Linked DNA regions of Pan troglodytes: region 2 is linked to region 1. The links are chromatin contacts, called in public HiChIP or PLAC-seq maps. All regions are on one chromosome and are shown on one strand. Each heading gives the region's core, a stretch centred on a gene start, on an enhancer-like site or on the middle of the called end of the contact. The rest is flanking DNA. Distances are from core to core; before and after follow the strand shown. Region 1 holds the start of FIBCD1 (fibrinogen C domain containing 1). Region 2 holds the start of ABL1 (ABL proto-oncogene 1, non-receptor tyrosine kinase).

What was found. HiChIP or PLAC-seq counts read pairs in DNA pulled down with a chosen protein or histone mark.
Region 2: an H3K4me3 HiChIP or PLAC-seq map of stem cell-derived excitatory neurons shows a contact between it and region 1, with 9 times the contacts expected there. The contact joins the promoter of ABL1 here to the promoter of FIBCD1 in region 1. A contact is called at or near these places in 3 of 7 Hi-C or Micro-C datasets (blood, induced pluripotent stem cells and stem cell-derived neural progenitor cells), 1 of 1 datasets of contacts at active chromatin or transcription factors (stem cell-derived excitatory neurons) and 1 of 1 other capture datasets (stem cell-derived neural stem cells).

The regions. Positions count from the first base shown.
Region 1 is chr11:7,515,516-7,518,215 of NHGRI_mPanTro3-v2.0_pri, reverse strand. FIBCD1 (fibrinogen C domain containing 1) reads right to left here and starts at 1,298. Exons shown (of 8, transcript XM_063788166.1): 1 at 998-1,298; 2 at 531-643. The coding sequence starts at 1,220.
Region 2 is chr11:7,739,335-7,742,034 of NHGRI_mPanTro3-v2.0_pri, reverse strand. It overlaps ABL1 (ABL proto-oncogene 1, non-receptor tyrosine kinase), which reads left to right and starts at 1,361. Exons shown (of 11, transcript XM_016961878.4): 1 at 1,361-2,191. The coding sequence starts at 2,056. LOC129136059 reads left to right here and starts at 1,362. Exons shown (of 1, transcript XM_055078613.1): 1 at 1,362-1,460. The coding sequence starts at 1,362. The coding sequence ends at 1,460.

The sequences.
Region 1 (2,700 bases), core at 49-2,548:
CCCAGCGTTCCTGCAGGAGATGAATCTTTATTGATCCCCTACTGTATGCAGGGCCCTGGCTAAAGGGAAGGATGCAGAGGAGATTCAGGGGGTCAGGTTCAGGACCAGGTGCCTGGCACAGGGTAGCGCCCAGAGTGGAGATTCTGTGGGTAGTTAAGATGCCCATTGTAGAGGTGAGGAAACGGAGACTCAGCAACGGGGCTGATTTGTCTGTGGACACACAGCGAACTGTAAGTCCCCGCCTCCCTCTGCACCCGCGTGCACCAGGGTGCTGCTGGGGGTGCGGGGACGCGGGAGACCTGGCCCGCAGCGCGCGTGGCTCCTGCAGGGGTGCCGCCCCCACCGAACCTCGAGTTCAAGCCTCGGCTGGGGGAGGAGGAGAGGAGGGTCCCCATCCCGGCCCGGGCCTCCGGAGCCTCGAAGGGGTGCGCCCTAAACTCCAGCCCCCGCATTGGGTGCTCGCCCCGCCGGCCCGAGCGGCCACCGCCTGGCCAGCCGCCCAGGCCCCGTGTCCCAGCGCCCGAGCGTACCTGCGGCTTGTCGCGCGGCCGGTCCTCAAGTTGGGCAGCGCCGCCCATGGTCTTCCACCGGTCGTTGACCATCTTCCGGCAGGACTGGCGGGGGCGCCGGGCGAGGCGCGCCGCTGCGGAGCGCAAAGGCGACGGGGTGGGCGCGGGCGCGGGCGCGGGGCGCGCTCTGTCCGCCGGGTCCCCACCTCTGTGCCCCGCGCCGGGGCGGCCCGGGAGCGGGCGGGCGTGTGAGGATGAGCGCGCCGCTGTGTGCGGGCGGGAGCAGGAGCGGGAGCGCGAAAGCCGCCAGCCCAACGCCCGCCGCTCGCGCTGCGCGCCGTCCCCGCTCCCGGCTCCCGCGCCTCCCCGGCGCGCTCCTCTCCCTCCTCCCTCGTCCCTCCTCCCTCCTTCTCAATCTCCGCATCTTTTCTGGTCTCGGACTCTCTTTGCTTTTTATTGCTCCCCTCGGCCTCCCCCGACACACTCACACACGCGCGCGCTCACACCCGCGGACTTGGATACTAAACTCCGCCTCCGAAAAGACCTAGGGAAAGGAGGCCGAACTGGCCCCCAGATACCGCGGCCGGCCGGAGGGCAGCAAACAGCCGCGGGCGGCCCGGCTCCTGCTGGCTCCCGGAGGGGCCTGAGAGCCCCCCCCGGCGGCGCCTCTGCACAAACTTCCTCCCGGACCGGACTCACACAACTCACCATGCGCGGGGCGGGCCCCGAGGGCGCCCCCGCCGGCCGGTTCGGCGTCTCCGGGGAGTGGCGCGGCGCTCCTTCCGGCTCCCTCCCGGCTCAGGACGCAGGGCTCGCCCCAAGACCCAGGCTGCGCCGGGGGCAGTTTCGGTGGGGTGCGCCCCCTGCGGGCCCCCGAGGTGTGGGTCCAGGTCCCGGGGCAAGTGCGCCCAGCTGTGGGGTCTCCAGCCCCCGGGGACCTCCCTGCGCCGGACCCCGACGCGTGAGCCTGGTCCGGTGGGCGTCCCAGTCCGCGTCCGCAGACCCGTGCCCTCGCGCCCGCGGTCGGAGAGCCCACACGACGCCCCCCTGCCCGGGCGGCCCGTGGGCGAAATGGGGGTCCCCACCACTGCCACAGCCGCCGGCGCTGTGGTCGCGAGTACCAGCCGCTCCGCGCTCGGCCGCGCTCCCGGCCGATCGCCCGCGCTCCCCGGCGCGCCCCGCGTGGTCCCAGCCCCCGCCTTCTCCTCCGCCGGGAGGGGATTTGTGCCAGGAGGGGGCTTCTTAGTTGCCCCTTCCCACCAGCAGCACTTTTAAAAGCATTTAATCCGCCCGGAGCGGCCTTCGGAGGTAATTGACAAAGTCCTTAATCTGCGCGGCGAACGAGCTGCTATTGTGGTTTCTGACCGGGAGGCGCCCACACTGCCCGACGCCGCGCTCCCCTCCCGCCGCCCCGCCGAGCCCGCCGGCCGCCCCTCCTCCGCCCCTTTCTGCGTCCCCATCTTTTTCTGCTCCCCCAGCTCCAGACAGACCCCCGTTCCCCGCCCCCGCTTCTCCCCAAAGCTGTTTTCCGGCTCCCGGGGCGCCTTGGCCGCCGCGCTGTTCCCTGGCACCGTCTCCGTCTCTCCCCCACTGGCTGCCAGTCTGTCGCCCCATCTTCGTCCCTCTCCCGATCCCTCTACGCGTCCGGCACTGGCGGGGCAGACTGGTTGGGGGTGGGGGCCGCGTCCAGCCTGGGCTGGGGCACTCCCTGAACCCCGGAGCGGGGGACCCTGTGGCCCGGTGCCATCCGAGGAGACTGCCACCCGCCAGGCGCTGGGTTCACAAACCACCAGCTGTTTGTCCCCAGCCGCCTTTTCCTTCCAGGACGACCGCTGGCCTCACCTACGGCCCGATCCCGGCTTCCCGGACTGAGGCTGCCCGGGAGTTGGAGAGGATCCCACAGCAATGGCTGGGAGTCAGGAGACCCAGGTTCCAATTCTGGCCTCTGGCTCTTTCTGGCCCCTCGGCCTTTCCTATGAATTAAGAGGGTCAGCAGGTGATCTAGAGGGCCCTCAGACTTGGGAAGAAGGATGTGATGGAGGGCACAGGGCCCTGGCTGTGTGGCTGAGGGCAAGCAACATACCTCTCCGAGCCTCAGTTTCCCCATGTAAGCCAAAGGGTTAACTGCACACTTTTCAGAAGGACTCTGCCACAGTGCATCACAGCACCTGAGCAGGGCAAGGCTCAGATG
Region 2 (2,700 bases), core at 112-2,611, 220 kb before region 1:
CATGTTGGTCAGGCTGGTCTCGAACTCCCGACCTCAGGTGATCCGCCCGTCTCGGCCTCCCAAAGTGCTGGGATTACCGGCGTGAGCCACCGCGCCCGGCCCGCTAGTTCTAATATTTATGCTTTTTGGAGGGTAAAGGGGTTGAAAGGCATCAGAAACCTTGGTTTCTAGGAGCGAGCCAAATTTTCTCCCTTAGAGACTGAAGGAAGTTATCCGACTCCGCTTCCAGGAAAATCCAATCCGCAATTTTTCCCTCGCTTTGGCTCTTCCAGGTCTCACTACTCGCGCCGGGGAGACGCGGTCCGGCCTACGCTAGGCCGGCAAGAGTCTACCAGGTCCCAGGAGGGCGGGGCCGAGCCCCAGCAGTCGGGGCCCGGGCCAGGAGTCTTGGTGCGGGCGGACTCGGGCGCGTGCCGTGGGACCACAACTCCCGGCACGCACCGCGGACTGCGCCGAACACGGTTGGCTGGGAGATCCAGCCCTACTGCTCCCACCGGCCAATGGGACGGAGGAAAGAGGCCTGACCCGGATTCTCGGAGGCCAATGGCAATACAGAGGAGGCGGGTGCTTCCTCACCACTCACCTTGCGCTCAGAGAAGCCACATTTAAAAGGTCGTGCCGGGCCGGGCTTTCGCAGGCAGTGGGACCAGAGCCGGGAGGCGCGGCGGTGTCCCGGGAAAGCGGCTCTTGGGGCATCCGGGTCCCCTCGAGGCGGGCTCCGGACGTCGCCGTGGGCGGGGCCGAGGGCGGGGCCTGGCCTCGTTGTGGAGCGGCTCGTAATCCATCATGGCGGCCGCGGGGTTTGGTGTCTGTGCCTGAGCAGCGCTGGAGCCGGAGCCGGTTCCCGGGTCCTGCGGCTGAGGAGCCCCTCCGCTGTCCACGGCCCCTACCGGCGGGGGGCGGCTGGGTCCCTCGGCGGAGCTCGGGAGATGTGACTGCCTGAGGGCGGTGGTGGTGTCAGCGTCCGGGGCCGGGGGAGGGGGTGTCTCGGGCAGAGACCCCCGGGCTTGGGGCAGCTGAGGCGGCCGGGCCTCCTCTACACGGGGCCCGCCTTCCGCTGTCTGGGCCGCGAGAGTCCTTCGTCCCTTACAGCCCCGCCCCGGCTTTGGGACACTGCGGGTGGTCTGTTTCCCCCAGCTTGGGACACCCCGTTTTCTGAGGCGTGGAAGAGCGTCGCCCCGGAGTAAGCTGCCCGTGCCGCGCCCCGGCAGCTTCCCTCAGCCCCAAGCCGCCCCTTATTCCGGATCCCGGCCCCAACTTTGGCCACGGAGCCTCCCATTCAAATCCCTCCCTTGCTGTCAAGGGGTCTCCCCTTCCCCCAAGGTGGCTCCCGCGAGCCTCTAATGCCCTGACTTCTTCCAATGTCACCTACGGCCCCCTTAGTCTCAGCTCAGCCAAAAACTTTAATGCAAAGGAAAAGTCTGGATTGGTTCCACAGGCCTTTTAAAAAGCGGACTTAAAAGTTGCTGGCAATGCATTCCTTTTCGTCAGAGTCGAGGGCAAACTCGCTGAAATCTGGGTGACCCGTGTCCTTTTCCGGAGAGCAAAGCAGAGAAGCGAGAGCGGCCACTAGTTCGGCAGGAAATTTGTTGGAAGATGAAGAAGCTAAGATAGGGGGTTGGTGACTTCCACAGGAAAAGTTCTGGAGGAGTAGCCAAAGACCATCAGCGTTTCCTTTATGTGTGAGAATTGAAATGACTAGCATTATTGACCCTTTTCGGCATCCCCTGTGAATATTTCTGTTTAGGTTTTTCTTCTTGAAAAGAAATTGTTATTCAGCCCGTTTAAAAAAAATCAAGAAACTTTTGGGTAACATTGCAATTACATGAAATTGATAACTGCGAAAATAATTGGAACTCCTGCTTGCAAGTGTCAACCTAAAAAAAGTGCTTCCTTTTGTTATGGAAGATGCCTTTCTGTGATTGACTTCAATTGCTGACTTGTGGAGATGCAGCGAATGTGAAATCCCACGTATATGCCATTTCCCTCTACGCTCGCTGACCGTTCTGGAAGATCTTGAACCCTCTTCTGGAAAGGGGTACCTATTATTACTTTATGGGGCAGCAGCCTGGAAAAGTTCTTGGGGACCAAAGAAGGCCAAGCTTGCCTGCCCTGCATTTTATCAAAGGAGCAGGGAAGAAGGAATCATCGAGGCATGGGGGTCCACACTGCAATGTTTTTGTGGAACATGGTGAGTGCTTTTCAAAATTTCTGCTCATGGTTTTCCTCATGCATTCATCTTAGGCCTTCAAGGAACTTTGAACAACAGTACTTGCGACAGTTCCTTCCAGTTCCACTTAATAAATTTGTTACTGTAGTTATCTCTTAGTGGAACTTTCTTTGTATAAGAAAAAGTTACTTCGTGACTTCGGCTTTATTCAAAATCTATTTGAGTTGCTTATTTCTTGCCTGATTCCTCTGCTAATTCACTGTTGACCTTGGACAAGCCACTTTACTGTTCCAGGGCTTTAGTTTCCTGAGGGGCTGGACTTCAGTGGTTTCTTAGGATCCCTGGTTCTATGATTCTGCTCTAACCGAAGTCGTGGGCTCTTCTGACAAGCATGGATTCTTTACTGCTTTGTCTACAGAGAGCTTTTATCATATTCTCAAAGTGGTTTGTGTTCCTGAGAAAGTTAAGAATCATGGATACTGGTTGACGCTAATATCCTTGACCTTTTCCTTCGTAAGTAGGACTTGAAA